5 separate regions of the Mus musculus genome follow, and all the other regions are linked to region 1. Evidence: chromatin contacts called from public HiChIP or PLAC-seq and promoter capture Hi-C data. All regions are on one chromosome and are shown on one strand. The core of a region is the stretch at or near the end of the contact, and the rest is flanking DNA. Distances in the headings are between cores, read along the strand shown. Region 1 holds the start of Btg2 (BTG anti-proliferation factor 2). Region 2 holds the start of Klhdc8a (kelch domain containing 8A). Region 3 holds the start of F730311O21Rik (a long non-coding RNA gene). Region 4 holds the start of Arl8a (ADP-ribosylation factor-like 8A). Region 5 holds the start of Pik3c2b (phosphatidylinositol-4-phosphate 3-kinase catalytic subunit type 2 beta).

Region 1 (2,599 bases), core at 41-2,540:
CTGGGTCCTTTCCAAGTTTTTGTACACTGGAAAGCAGCCCCAGAGCTTTCAGGTAGATGCTCTATGGTGGTCATGGATATTTTTGGCACAATCCTGTTTAAGGCAGGAAGGGCTAGCAAGAACCGGCAGGGCCTCTGACGACCAAGGCACTGAAATTTCAAAGCCGGTAGGTAAGCGGCCAATGTTGTTGGTTGCCCAACAAGTCACAAGGCCTCTCATCCCTTCCGCATCAGAAGAGTTTTGAGATCTTTAGCAAAGGTAAGGGGATAAAAAATGGTTTTGTTTTGATGAAACAGCTGTTGGTCCTCAGATCTGTGCCAACATGTTGAGAGATGGCTATCGCAGCCCAAGGCAACCAACCAGTTATAACAGCTGCGGACAGAGGCTAAAGGGTGGCTTATCACTCCTCCACCTCCGTCCCTCACACCCTGCCTCCATAACACACACACCCCCTCCCCGCCCTCGCAGTTGGCTAGGCTACCAGGCTCTTTTCTGTACTACAATAGGTGGCAGATGGTGAAGAGGGACCAAAAAAGAAAAAATACAAAGGGGGCCCAGATTACAACTTGCAGCGGGTAAACACGCGGCAGAATGGGCCTGTATGATGACAGGCTCAGGACTATACAGCAACAGTGGCTAGGACTCAAGAGTTGTCTAGAAAGTTCAATTGCGCATAAAAGTCGCACAGCTTGGCCTGGCTTCACATCCCCTGAGGGTCTGTTGTTCTCCAAGATTCGGAGATAAGGGTGAGCTCGGACTCTGAATACACACACACACTGACTTTTCTCATGGTGTTGTCAGGGTCTCAGAATGTACTCAAGGAAGAGGGTCGGAGCCTCGGGAGCGAGGCGGGGACTGGAGGGCTGGGAGACGGGGACTTAACCGAAGGGACAGAGGACCATCAGTGGCCTCAGAGATTAATTAGAGAAAGACATCTGAGACCCGGAGTTGTTCGCGTAGGGGTCCCCGTCACAGAACAGTGATAAAGACACCCCAGGCAAGAAGTGGCCGCGCCCGAGTGGTTCCAAGACCCCGACGTGTGCTCACCGGTCAGTGCGTCCTGGAGCGCCCTACTGAAAACCTTGAGTCTCTGCTCGCTCACGCAGCCCCGAGTCCTCAGGAGACTGGAGAGGAAACCCACGGCGGCGGCGATCTCCGGGAGCATGTCGGTTCTCTTCCCGTGGCTCATACCGGTGGCTGAGGAAGTAGCTGTATTAGAACGATGATGACGGTCTGGCCACCTCTCGGGCTCTGCCCGGACTTTCCCCGGGCTGCGCCTTTCATACCACTCGGGGAGGCGGGGAGCCGTCGGTGGCGCCCATTGGCCGACGCTGGCGGATGGGGGCGTGCCCCTCCGGTGTCTCGCCTCTCCCCTCCGCCTGCGCCCGCCCCTCTCCGCCCCGCCCGCCAGCTCGCCCGCGCCTCCCAGGCGCTGAGGTCATCGCTCACTGACGTCATTATTGGGAACAAGCACCGGACTCCCGTGCTGTGGGAGGCAGGCGGGAGAGGGCCTTGGACCTGGGCAGAGGAAGCGCGCTACACCGGGCATGCCCGGACGTCGTCTCTGCACAGCGCCAAAACCCAGGTTGCCTGCTGCCTCCTCCAGGATGCCCTCGCCGATGTTATTTCTCCCATGTCTCCTGACAGACACTGACAGAGCCGTTCACCCCCCTACCTGAACATCTCTGCCACTCATCCCCCCAGCTGATCAAAACGGGTTCCTCGTGTTTTCAGCAATGGGGATTGTATTCTTTTTGCTTCCATAATAATTCCACCTCCCCCAACAAATTCTGCTCTTCCTCTTCTGTAATTGCCTAAAAGTAATCAGCTCTCACTGTTTGGTGGGAGGAGTGTCGAGGAGAGTATTTTCTGTCCGTAGGGTTATTTTTCCAGCACTCACTTTCCTTTAAATGGCAGTGTCTGTGTGTGTGTGTGTGTGTGTGTGTGTGTGTGTGTGTGTGTGTGTGTGTGTGTGTGTGTTTAAGTAATCTGGTGTGAATTGTACAAAGTTTTCCATCAGTTCCCTGCCCCTCCCTCTTCCCTGATTGTTTTCCTTCCTTTTTGTGCACTGAGGCTTTTGTAAACACTAGCTCCCCAGAGGAAAGGCTTCAGGTCTGGCTTGTCTACACGCAGGGGCTCAGGGACTGGTGCCAGGAAGCTAGGCAGACTACTGAGTGGGGCAACTTGTCACCCACATCTCTGAGCCCTGCACAGGATGGGGCCTGAATTTAGCGCCATGGCTTGTGTAAAATCCTGTTTTCCCTGAGTTCTAAGCCAGGCTTCTCTCCCTGTATCCCTGGTCTGAGCCACCAGCTTCCCTACCTGGATCCTCTGTATCCACCCTACCCCATTTCCCTCTTCCCTTTTCTCTCCACTGTCTGTTTTGCTGCTTGTTTTTCTTCAGTGGACTTCCCATCAATACTTCTGTCCCTTTTCCCACATGCTCTATCCCTCCCTCTAAATGTCTAGTGCTCCCTCTAAAGCTACCTCCCTCCCTGTTCCCCCTTTCAGACAAAGCTACTGATCACTGTCCCTATAGCACCCAGACCCTCTTTTTGCTTCCTCAGACCTGGTCCCAAGACTGTTGGCTTCTTCATCC
Region 2 (2,599 bases), core at 60-2,559, 1.8 Mb before region 1:
CATACACTTTTAATCCCAGCATTTAGGAGGCAAAGGCAGGTGGATTTCTGTGAGAGACCCTTCCTCAATAAATGGGAAGCTGGGGGGTGGGGTGGGGAGGAGAATTGGAGGCTATAGCAGGGAGATTGTGAGTTCCAGGCATACTGAGGAAAACAAAGAGGGGGTGAAGGGAGGGAGAGAGAGAGAGAGAGAGAGAGAGAGAGCTATTGATTCTTTCAACAATGATACTCCAGGAGTGAGCTCCATTCCCAGCCCCTTGTACAACGTGGCTGAAATGACAAGGCTTCAGACATGGGCTGTCAGGGGCTGGGGATCATAGAGTCCTCCTACCAGATATCAAAAGGTGACGTGGGAGCCCTGTAATGAAAATATACTCTGTTTATGGCATTGTCCTATAGCTTGGTGGGATTTTAATACTGGGAAAAACCGGATAAAGAATACTCCTTTCTTACAACCACATGTGACTCTATAGTTTATCACAAATAAAAGTTTAGTGCCTAGCGTGTGCACATCTCTGAGATCCATCCCCAACAGTGAGAGGAAATGCATACCAACATATAAGCACGTGAGTATGTGTATGTGTGTGTGTGTGTGCGCGCACACACACACACACACACACACACACTCACTCACAGACTCAGAGTAGAAACTGAAGCTAAGTTTTCCAGAGCAAACATTTGAACAGCAGTCTGTCAGGTTCCCGAGCTTGAGCCTTTCTGAATGGAAGGAAGCCAGAGAGGAGGACCCCGTGGGCTTGGGGAGACACTGCTAGGTGGTCCGGTATATCATGGGTACTTGAATTACTGGGTACTACAGTTCTGAAGGGTCTGTTGCTGGGTGGTTTGAGAGACCATCCACCCAGTCCTGCAGTTGCTGCTAAGGGCCGGGATTTGTTAATCAGGTTTGCACACTACAGATGCACAAGGGTTTGGAAGGTGAGGTCCTCCCAGCTTGTCTATTGGTGTGTTCAGCTGTGGTTTCCCTGTCTGTGACTTTATTTGAGGCTTTGTGGACGTCTCCACTTAGGAGGGAAAGAAGATTCTGTGTGAATTACATGCACACGAGTGAGAATTGTTAGATCGGCAGATCCCTGCCACATCTGTGCCTCCTAACTGGCTTCTGAGGTTAGACCATGTGAGCATACCTCCCCCCAAACAAAGCCAGCCTGTCACGAACTGGGTCTGTGTACTGTAGACAAACCGGGTAATTGGCCTCTCCGCCTCCTCACCCAAAACAAACACTCGCAAACGCCCGCCCCCACGCTGGCAGGATCTGCCTGTCATCTGGGCACCCGGCTCCTGCTCCGGCTGTCTCCGACCCTGTAGACACTGCAGGCCCTGCCCTCGCTCGCCCTGGTCGCCCGGGGCTGACGCACAGGCCACAGCCTCCGCCTCGGGGCGCGTGGGCTCCTGCCCAGGTGTGGAAGCTGCGGGGAGGCGGTGCGGGGAACCCGCGTCCTCCGGCCGGAGCTCGGCTTCTGGCGACCGCTCTCCTGCGCGGGTGACGGCGGCGTGCGGGCTGGGAAGGGCAGGGAGCGCTGTCCTCCGCTCCGCGGCTGCCAGGCGGACCGTGAAAGCTTCGCGCGGCTGTAGGCGCCGCCCGGGAGCTAGTGCTGGGCGAGCGCGGCGCCCACGCGCGGTGGGGTGGGCTCCGAGCTCCGGGGGACCGGGCGGGGGCGGGGCGCATCCTGCAAAGTTGACCAAGGGTGAGCTACCGCCGGCGCCCTGCTGCCCTAGATTCGCCAGGTTCTTTCCGCGGAGCCAGGCGTGGACGTCGCTGCCCCGCTGACACCCAAGGGACCCGGAGAAGCCAGCGGGCGTCGGCAGGGAGCCCGTGCAGCGCGAGATGGAGGCTGAGAGAGGGGACGCGCCGACCGGCGCCGTGTAGCCCGCGGGCCCCGGGGCTGGACCTTGCCCGGACGCTGTGGGGGCGCTCGAGCAGGGCCCTCCCCCGGGCTGCCATGGAAGTGCCCAATGTCAAGGACTTTCAGTGGAAGCGCCTTGCTCCACTGCCTAGCCGCCGGGTCTATTGCTCACTGCTGGAGACTGGGGGGCAGGTCTATGCCATCGGGGGATGTGATGACAATGGCGTCCCTATGGACTGCTTCGAGGTCTACTCCCCCGAGGCCGACCAGTGGACCTCCCTGCCCTCCCTGCCCACAGCCCGGGCCGGGGTAGCGATCACTGCCCTAGGAAAGCGGATTATGGTGATCGGGGGTGTGGGCACCAATCAACTGCCTGTGAAGGTCGTGGAAATGTACAACATCGATGAGGGCAAGTGGAAGAAGAGAAGCGTCTTGCGCGAGGCTGCCATGGGCATTTCTGTCACAGCCAAAGGCAAGTGGGGCCAGGGTTGAGGGTGGGCATTAGGGAAGAAAGTAAAGGGTCACGGGGGACACGGGTGTAAGGCAACATGATTTGGGTGGCCAATACACATTCCCTATAACATTCGAGCCTTACATTAAGCACTAAAACTAGAGACCCACTGCCCTTACTTTACAGATTGGAAAGGGACACTGAGCAGGTGAAATGTCTAGGAATTCCATCTGATGCCAGGAGTCAGCTCCAGCAAGCTGGGCAGGCCACTGCAGAGGGAGAGC
Region 3 (2,599 bases), core at 32-2,531, 1.7 Mb before region 1:
CAGGTTCAGTTCCCAGCACCTACGTGGTGGCTCACAACTGTCTCTAACTCCAGTTCCAGGCAATCTGACACCCTTTCCTGGCCTCCAAGGGCACCAGGCACTCACATGGTGCATACACTCTCTCTCTCTCTCTCTCTCTCTCTCTCTCTCTCTCTCTCACACACACACACACACATACACACACACACACACACACACACACTCACACACACACACACACACACACACACACACACACGCATTCACGCACGAGAGAGAGAGAGAGAGAGAGAGAGAGAGAGAGAGAGAGAGAGAGAGAACATGCATGGATATTCATGTGGGTAGGTGGATGTCCATGCCCATGTTTAAGTATGTGGAGACCTGAAGATTGGAGTTTTGACTATTGCTCTCTTCCCTATTCCCTTAAGACAGGGTTCTCACTGAACCTGAAGTTAGGCCGGCAGCCAGCAAGCCCCAATGATTCTCCATCTGCCTCCCACAGTCCGGGTGTTATAGGGTCACAAAGGCACACCCAGCTCTTTACGTGAGTGCTTGGCATTTGAACGCAAACCCTCATGCTTGGAAAGCAAGCAGTCTTGCTGTCTGAGCTGTTTCCCCAGGACCCTAAGTCTATGCTAAGTATGTGCGCTTCCACCAAGCTACACTACCAAGCTACACCTTTAAGTCCAAATGACTTTTGTTCTGATATAGAAGGGGAGATGTTTAACTAGAATTTTTACCCAGTGTCTCCCTCAAACTCAAAACTGAGTAAGTGTCCTGTATTTTCGTTTTCCCAATCTGGAAATCCTAACATCAGGAAGATTGAGGTTAGACAATAGGAAGATCTTGGGCTATTGCCTTGGGCTACTGACCCACAGGATGAGAGAATCTCCCATTCTGGACAGCTTTAAAAAGGTGAGTGTGGCAAACTGGAAGATGGTAGCACACACCTTTGATGCCAGCACTCAGGAGGCAGAGCCAGGTGGATCTCTGTGAGTTTGAGGCCAGCCTGGTCTACAGAGCAAGTTCCAGGACAGGCAGGGCTACACAGAGAAACCCTGTCTTGAAGCACAAAACAAAACAACAAACCAAACCAAACGAAGACAAAACTGAGTGTTCCCAGGACCTAGTGGGAAGCCTTTAGACATTTAGGGCTATCTTTACAGCCAAGAGACTCATCTTCTGTAGCTGAGCTCAGGAGGATTCACATAAAACACAGGAAGTGGTGGAAAGTGAACGAGATTATCAGTGGAGTTCCTGCCAAAATGAGGAAGTGACACTGGGTGGAGGCAGGGGACGCCTGAAGTCCCCAGAGAGGATGTCAGAGCAGGAGGTGCTGAGATCATCTGGCTACCCCACCCCCCTCACTTTGGGCCAAGGGGGGTGGCTGAGGGTGTGGAGCTGTGGGGTGAATCTGGAGGGTTGGGTGAGCCTCAGCAAGTAAGTATAGCCGGGGCAGCAGGAGTTCAGGCCTTGGGAGAAAAATCTTAAGATATGTATTTGGGGGTAGAAATGACCCCCCAAAGGGAAAGAAAGGTGGCCTCAGGATACTCAGCAGAGCAGGGGCTGATGTGAGTCTCTAGGGTCACCATAGGGAGCTCTGGGGCTCTCAGTCTGGTAAGAGAGACAGGTGTGCCCTAGAAATCAGGTCGTCAAGCATGCTTTGTTTTCTTCCTCCTTTAGTGCATACTGGGTGTGGTGCTGAACCCCGGGAGTCCTGAACTAAACAGAATATACACTGCCCTTCAAAGCCTGGAGGTCCAGGGGAGGAGAGGTAAGTAAGTCCTTGTGAAATTGTAACTTTTATAAGGTGAAGGACTTCTTGTTTCTCTTTTTCTTTCTTTTTGGTAGATAGGCTTATAGCTTGTGCTGGCTTTGACCTTGACCTTATTCTGTAACTGAGAATGACCTTGAATTCTCGATCCTCCCCAGCTCCCCCTCACAGGCGGGCATTCCCCCATCATGCCAGGTTTCTATAGAGCTAAGGACCAAATCTAGACCTTTGTTTTGGGTCACTGACTCCCTTCCTTGGTGAGAGTTCAGATGTCATTCCTGTAGTGCCCCTCCACGAAACTCCATCTTTAGACCCTACTGGGTGCTGTCTGCTACCCTACTGGGTGCAGATCTTTGGATAGGTAAACACTCTAACAACTGGATAACAGCCACAGCCTGGGCTGGACTTGAATTTGCCACCATCCCCACACCTCTGCCACCAGAGTGCTGTACCAACAGCCTAGGCCAGCCTGCACAGGAGTCAAAGGTCACCACCTGACCCCAATGTACCTCTCCAGCTGCTGCCTCTGTCCCCCACACTGCTTGCTTGCTCTGTGGAGTAAAGTAAAATTAACTGGCTAAACTGGGTGTGGTGGAGCTCACCTTCAATCCCAGTCCTTGGGAGGCAGAGGCAAGCAGATCTCTATGAATCCAAGACCAACCTGGTCTACAGATTGAGTTCCAGGACAACCAAGGCTATACAGAGAAACTGTGTCTCAAAAATAAATAAATAAATAAATAAATAAATAAATAAATAAATAAATAAATAAATAAAACAAATTAGCTGGCTTGGAGAATGACTTAAAATAAGAATAACTTAATAGCTTTCTTATTGTTGGGTTGTTTT
Region 4 (2,599 bases), core at 28-2,527, 1.1 Mb after region 1:
AAGTTGTTGCTCATGGCTTGAAAAATGGGAAAGTGATCTGTCATGGTACGGGTAGATTCAGGGTCTGGTTAGGAGTCACTTTTTGGCTAATAGATTACAGCCTTCTCTTTGTAGCCTCAAGATGGGAGGAGTATAGGCTCTGGGCACCTCTGTTGTTCTCTCCTTATATAAGGGCACTAATCTTAGCTAGGAGGCCTCCCCCCTCATAACCTAGTCGCCTTATATGGTCATCACTTTGAGGAGTGGGATTTCAATATATGAATCTGGGGGAAAGACACAGAAATGTAAAGCAATGAAAATCTATTACTTTGTATGATAACTTAAACTTTAATTTAAACATGTCAGACTATAGCATGTACCTACGGAGGAAGAGAAGAACTTATTAGACAGATGTTAGTAAATCAGAATAGGCTGATCCAGATGTTGAGGGCTGTCTGGTTCTTTAATAGGTTTAATCCATACAGTTGATGTTAACAGTTCATCACAGCCTCCAGGTGAAAACCGACCCCCAAAGAGAGCCCAGCTGCCTAGGAATCCTGAGACCAGGAAGGCACAGCCGGTTGACTGAGCTGTTATCTCCTGCAAGGGAGGATGGGGACTTCTTGGCAGACTCTCCACCACCCACTATCAAAAACTTTGTATCAAAATAGCATACATTTTTTCCTTTGCTACCGCCGTTCCTCACAGGGAATCCCTTGCCCTGATTTTGCCCGTCTCTTTATAGTGAAGACAAGCATCAAGTTCAAATGTCGATCTCACTTTGGGCTTCCCAGACAAGTAGCCTGGCAAACTGTGGTTAACAAAACAAGATGGAGTATTAAGGGCTCTAAATCCGGCTGTTACTCTCTATGGCATTTCGGGGGATGGAATTCGGTACCCAGAGATGCTCAGAGGCAAAGGTTCAGGGAACAAAACCGTTTCTTGGAGATCTTCATGTCACGGTTCTTCGGCCTGGAAATACCCTAGCTTAATCGGGACACCACCCGCCCAGGACCGACCACCGTTCAAGCCAGAAAGCGGTGCAGTCAGGGCGGGGCAAACGAGGGCAGCAGAAAAAATAAAATTACAGCTTTCTCCGCAAGCGCGCCATCACGCTCCTCCCGGCCGCCGCGGGTCCCCGCCGCCCCGCCCGCGGGCGCTGGCCTAGGCCGCGCGCGAGACTGGAGCGCGCTCGGGTGCGAGCAGGACGCGGCCCGGCCCGCGGGAGGGCGGCGGCGGCGGAGGAGGAGGTGGAGGCGCCGTGGCCACACCCATCGGCGAGCGGATCCTCGGGCAGCGCGTCGTCGGCCGCCGCGCTCCAGCCTCCGCCCGCACCGAGCCGCGGGACCCGGCCGCACCGGGGAGGGGCCGCTCCGGGCCGCAGCGCGAGGGCACCGAAGGCGGCGGGGACCCGGCACCGGGCGCGGCCGGTGGCAGCGACCATGATCGCTTTGTTCAACAAGCTGCTGGACTGGTTCAAGGCCCTGTTCTGGAAGGAGGAAATGGAGCTCACGCTGGTGGGGCTGCAGTACTCGGGCAAGACCACCTTCGTCAACGTGATCGCGGTATGCGGGCAGATGTGTCGCCGGCGCCGCGCCCTAGGCAGCTGGGGTCGGCGCCTGGCGTGGCCCGGCACCGCCGGGTTCCGGGCAGGGAGGAGCCGGCTCCGGGCACTTAGGGCCTAGCACGGTTCTTGGGGGACCGACTGGCGTGCCACCCGTTCTCTGGCCTGGGCTAGGATGGCAGGGCTGGGGGCGGGGTAGCGAGGACCAGGGGAACCGAGCTTGCGTTCCGGAGCTGGCGGCACGGAGATGTCTCCACGCACCGGGAACCCGCCGCAGGCTGACAGGCCCCCGAGGCGGGCGCAAAGAGGCATGACGGGGCGAAAGTGCCCGGACAATCCCGCTCCGCGCGTGGAGGGTCACGGGACGCGCGGCCGGAGCGTGTTGCCAGGGTGCCCTAGCAGCCCAGCCCCACCCCGAGGGCTCTGCCTACCCTTGCTGGACGCGGAAGCCGCGGCCCTTTGGGGCGGGGGGAAGGTATCCCTAGAGGCAGAGGAGTCAGCTGAGGTCCTGGCTCTAGTCCAGACTCCTCCCCGGAACCTGTCCCGGGCCTGCCTTAGCGTTGGGGTCCCGAAAGCATGGCACCATAAAGGGAGTTGGGAGACTCCACTTGGCTCAGAAGTTGCAAGAGTAGGTACCGAGGACCCGAGAGGATGAGCTGGAGGGGCGCCATCCACCTGGGGACAGGGGAGAGAGCAGCTTTGGAGACTCAGCACTGGGGGAGGCGGAGGAGAGAGGGGGGTGATTGCAGTTGTATGTCTGTGCCAGAGGAGTGGTGAAGAAGGAGTTAAATTTTCTCTTTAAAAAAGAGGAAGATGAGCTCCCTGGGCGTGAGCTGAGCTGCAGTAATGGCTGCAGCCTGTATTTCCAAGCTAGGCAAGACTGGGCTTATGGGACCAAGTAAGGCTTGGGACGGGGACATAGTTCCCCCCCCCCCCCCAGAACCTAGGCCCGTTCCCAAAGATGGGTTTTCCAAGGACTGTGAATTCGCCAGATATAGGCTAAAGATGCTGATGTGCAGGTCCGCAAAGATGTGAGACCACCAGCTTCGGTACCAC
Region 5 (2,599 bases), core at 54-2,553, 1.0 Mb before region 1:
CTTCACTCACCTAGTGATGCCCATGAGGTTTCTATCTAACCGTTCCATTTCATCCTCGATGAAAACAAAACAATATTCTCCCTCAAATACTTTAGAATTGTGAACTCGACTTTTTGGGGGTGGGGGTTAAGATTGAATTTATTTTTAGATTCTGTATATGCTTGTGGGGGTGTGCACATGCATATGGATGCCTGCAGAGGCCAGGAGAAAAAGCAGCAGCTCTCCTGGAGTTACACACCACACCCGTTGGGGTGCTTCTGCCTCCCAGGTGCTGATTGAGGACCTGGCTTAGGGACTCCCCTTTTGTACTGCTTTTCTCCACCACAGGACTTCCTCTAGTTGTTCAAATCCTCATTCTACTAGACAGCTCTCCTCTTTGTGAGCTCTCCCCAGTTTCTACCTCTACCAACCTAGGAAGGCTTTAGCCCTTGTCTCCTGGAAAACTGCTCCGGTTTCTTACAGAGTTTCATGCAAATAAGGGGGCGGGATCAAAGGCCCCATGTGTTTTATAAAGACCTTTCTGACTTTGATAGACTGAAATGGTAGTATCTTAAATATTTCCTTGGGGCAAGGCAAGGGATGCTTAACAGATGTTTCCATAGAAGCCTTAGCTAGAGAGCAGAGGGCATGGGAGCTGAGACACCTTCTCCCACCAAGGCTTGAAGGGGTACTGAGGAAGAAGGCTGAATCCCAGTGTGACTGGCAAAGAAAGGAAGATAGCAAAGAACAAGTTCCTGGTTGAAGAAAGTGTACTTGGAGATCCGAGACCCTAGTTATTATGCAAACGGAGCTGGCCAGTACTGGGTAGAGCCCTTAGGAAAATGCTTGACACAGGTGCTTTAAGGGAGGTGCCCGGAGAAAATAACACAGTTTCAAAGTTTGCTTCCTACCTTAATAGGGTTGGAGGCTTCTCTACTTCTCCTCCCCACTCAGGTTGGAAGACCGCCCTTGAGCAAACGGGAGAGAAAAGTGCCAACACAGCCTCCCCCACGAAGGTGGTAGTTCTTTAGAGCATCCCTATCATGCATAATTATGAGAGGAAATTTTCGAACGGATAACTGAACGCCCAGCCCGTGTCGCTTCCAATAAGGTGATCTGGCTTGTTTCACCTGACCCAGAGCAAGGGGTTCCAGCCTGGAAAACGACGACAATCTGCCAGCGGGAAGTGGGATTGCTGGCCCCCGGGGTCTGCTCAGGACGCCGCACACGGTGCGGAGGCGGGAGCGGGAGGGGGAGGGGAGGGGGAGAGGAAGAGGGGAGGGAGGGGGCCCGTGTTCCCGCCGCCCCGCCCTCTGGCTCCCGCGACTAGGCGATTCGGCGTTGCGGCTGTTGCCGGCGGCCTGGGCCGCGGTCCTGGCAGGAGCCGGTGAGCCTCGCGCGCCGTGCAGTGCGCCGGCTGTCCGGGAGATGGCTTCTCCCCGCTCGCTCGCCGTTCGCGCTATTGTCTCACCCGGGGCTGCCTGACTGCGAGCTCGTGCACGCTCCCGGCAGACAGCACCGGGCCCGGGCCCGGCCCCCACGCCCGTCGCTTGCCCGTGTGTCTCCTGCTGCGGGGATCCCAGTGCCCGCGCGGTGCGAGCGAAGGGAGCAGGCGACACTGAACATCACGCGGGGGCTGGAGCCGCCTGGATCTTCCGAGCGAGCCGGGTCGGCGGAGCCCTAGACACCCAGCCACGACAGTCAGGGTGTCGCGGCAGAACCCGCGGCCAGCGCAGGTAGGAAGAGCACGCGGCGGGGAGGACGACCCCGGGGCTGCGGAGCGCCCTCTTAGTCGGGGCGACGTGGGCAGAGCTCCCGCCCCGAAGCGCCAGCGCCGGGGCCAACAATGGCAGGGCCGAGAGCCCAGCCGGGTCCTCCGAGCACTGCAGGTTGCTCGCCCCCGCCCCACGGCTCGCCCGCGACTCGCGGCCTCGCCGGGCTTGCACCCGCCTCCTCCTCCGGAACACACTTCCCGGGTGCAGCTGCAAGACGAGCTGGGACCAGGGGACCGCTTTGGAGTCGATTTGTTTATTAGTTTGTTTAAGAGCAAAACCTGTCCTGGAGTGGGGGGTGGTGGGAGTGGTGCCTTCCTGTGCAGCGGGAGTGAGAAGTCAGCGTCCAACCTCGGGACGGTACACATTTTCGGCCAGGCGGAGGGTAGGGTTGGCCTTATAAGGATACTGCAAAAGCAGAAGACTGAAAGCTTGCAGGAGAGACTAGGACCTTCAGGCCCGAGTCCCCGGCCCTCCGGGAAAGTGCTCCTCTCCTGGGCAGTACTTGCCCCTCATTTTTCAGTTTTACACAGCTGCAGCTTTGGTGCGATGATAGAAGCTGGAAGCCCCAGCAAAACTGCCAAGCTGGGGTGGGTGGGGTGAAAAGTCCAGGGGCTTGGCAGGCTTCTGGGGTGTGGAAAGAGGTTACCAAATGTATGAGGTTAGTGCATTCACCCTTGTTGTGCAGAGGTTGAAGTGTCTAAACTCTGCCATTGCTCCTTCAGGCTAACCTGGCCCTACATCTCACCTCCCTTTAGGTATCTTTGTGGTTTCCCAGTCCCAGCCCACCAGTCATATTTAGGGTGAAAGTCCTATTGTCTCTGGTTGCCCTGGTGTTTTTATTCAAC

The links. Promoter capture Hi-C pulls out the DNA fragments that hold promoters and counts their contacts. HiChIP or PLAC-seq counts read pairs in DNA pulled down with a chosen protein or histone mark.
Region 2: a promoter capture Hi-C map of pre-B cells shows a contact between it and region 1, with 3 times the contacts expected there. The contact joins the promoter of Klhdc8a here to the promoter of Btg2 in region 1. A contact is called at or near these places in 1 of 39 promoter capture datasets (pre-B cells) and 2 of 115 datasets of contacts at active chromatin or transcription factors (astrocytes and embryonic forebrain).
Region 3: a promoter capture Hi-C map of pre-B cells shows a contact between it and region 1, with 7 times the contacts expected there. The contact joins the promoter of F730311O21Rik here to the promoter of Btg2 in region 1.
Region 4: an H3K27ac HiChIP or PLAC-seq map of double positive thymocytes shows a contact between it and region 1, with 6 times the contacts expected there. The contact joins the promoter of Arl8a here to the promoter of Btg2 in region 1. A contact is called at or near these places in 3 of 484 Hi-C or Micro-C datasets (B cells, CD4 T cells and embryonic stem cells) and 5 of 115 datasets of contacts at active chromatin or transcription factors (double positive thymocytes, pancreatic cancer cells, pro-B cells and 2 more).
Region 5: a contact with region 1 is called in a promoter capture Hi-C map of pre-B cells, with 4 times the contacts expected there. The contact joins the promoter of Pik3c2b here to the promoter of Btg2 in region 1. A contact is called at or near these places in 4 of 39 promoter capture datasets (embryonic stem cells, hippocampal neurons, neutrophils and 1 more), 1 of 484 Hi-C or Micro-C datasets (B cells), 6 of 115 datasets of contacts at active chromatin or transcription factors (astrocytes, double positive thymocytes, embryonic forebrain and 3 more) and 2 of 9 other capture datasets (adipose tissue and liver).

The regions. Positions count from the first base shown.
Region 1 is chr1:134,077,865-134,080,463 of GRCm38.p6, forward strand. It overlaps Btg2 (BTG anti-proliferation factor 2), which reads right to left and starts at 1,291. Exons shown (of 2, transcript NM_007570.2): 1 at 1,048-1,291. The coding sequence starts at 1,189.
Region 2 is chr1:132,297,317-132,299,915 of GRCm38.p6, forward strand. Klhdc8a (kelch domain containing 8A) reads left to right here and starts at 1,310. Exons shown (of 5, transcript NM_144810.5): 1 at 1,310-2,336. The coding sequence starts at 1,961. Gm51645 (a long non-coding RNA gene) reads left to right here. Exons shown (of 4, transcript XR_003947998.1): 4 at 1-65.
Region 3 is chr1:132,340,649-132,343,247 of GRCm38.p6, forward strand. F730311O21Rik (a long non-coding RNA gene) reads left to right here and starts at 1,282. Exons shown (of 4, transcript XR_878527.2): 1 at 1,282-1,419; 2 at 1,663-1,753.
Region 4 is chr1:135,145,557-135,148,155 of GRCm38.p6, forward strand. Arl8a (ADP-ribosylation factor-like 8A) reads left to right here and starts at 1,278. Exons shown (of 7, transcript NM_026823.2): 1 at 1,278-1,544. The coding sequence starts at 1,422.
Region 5 is chr1:133,044,709-133,047,307 of GRCm38.p6, forward strand. It overlaps Pik3c2b (phosphatidylinositol-4-phosphate 3-kinase catalytic subunit type 2 beta), which reads left to right and starts at 1,304. Exons shown (of 33, transcript NM_001099276.2): 1 at 1,304-1,715.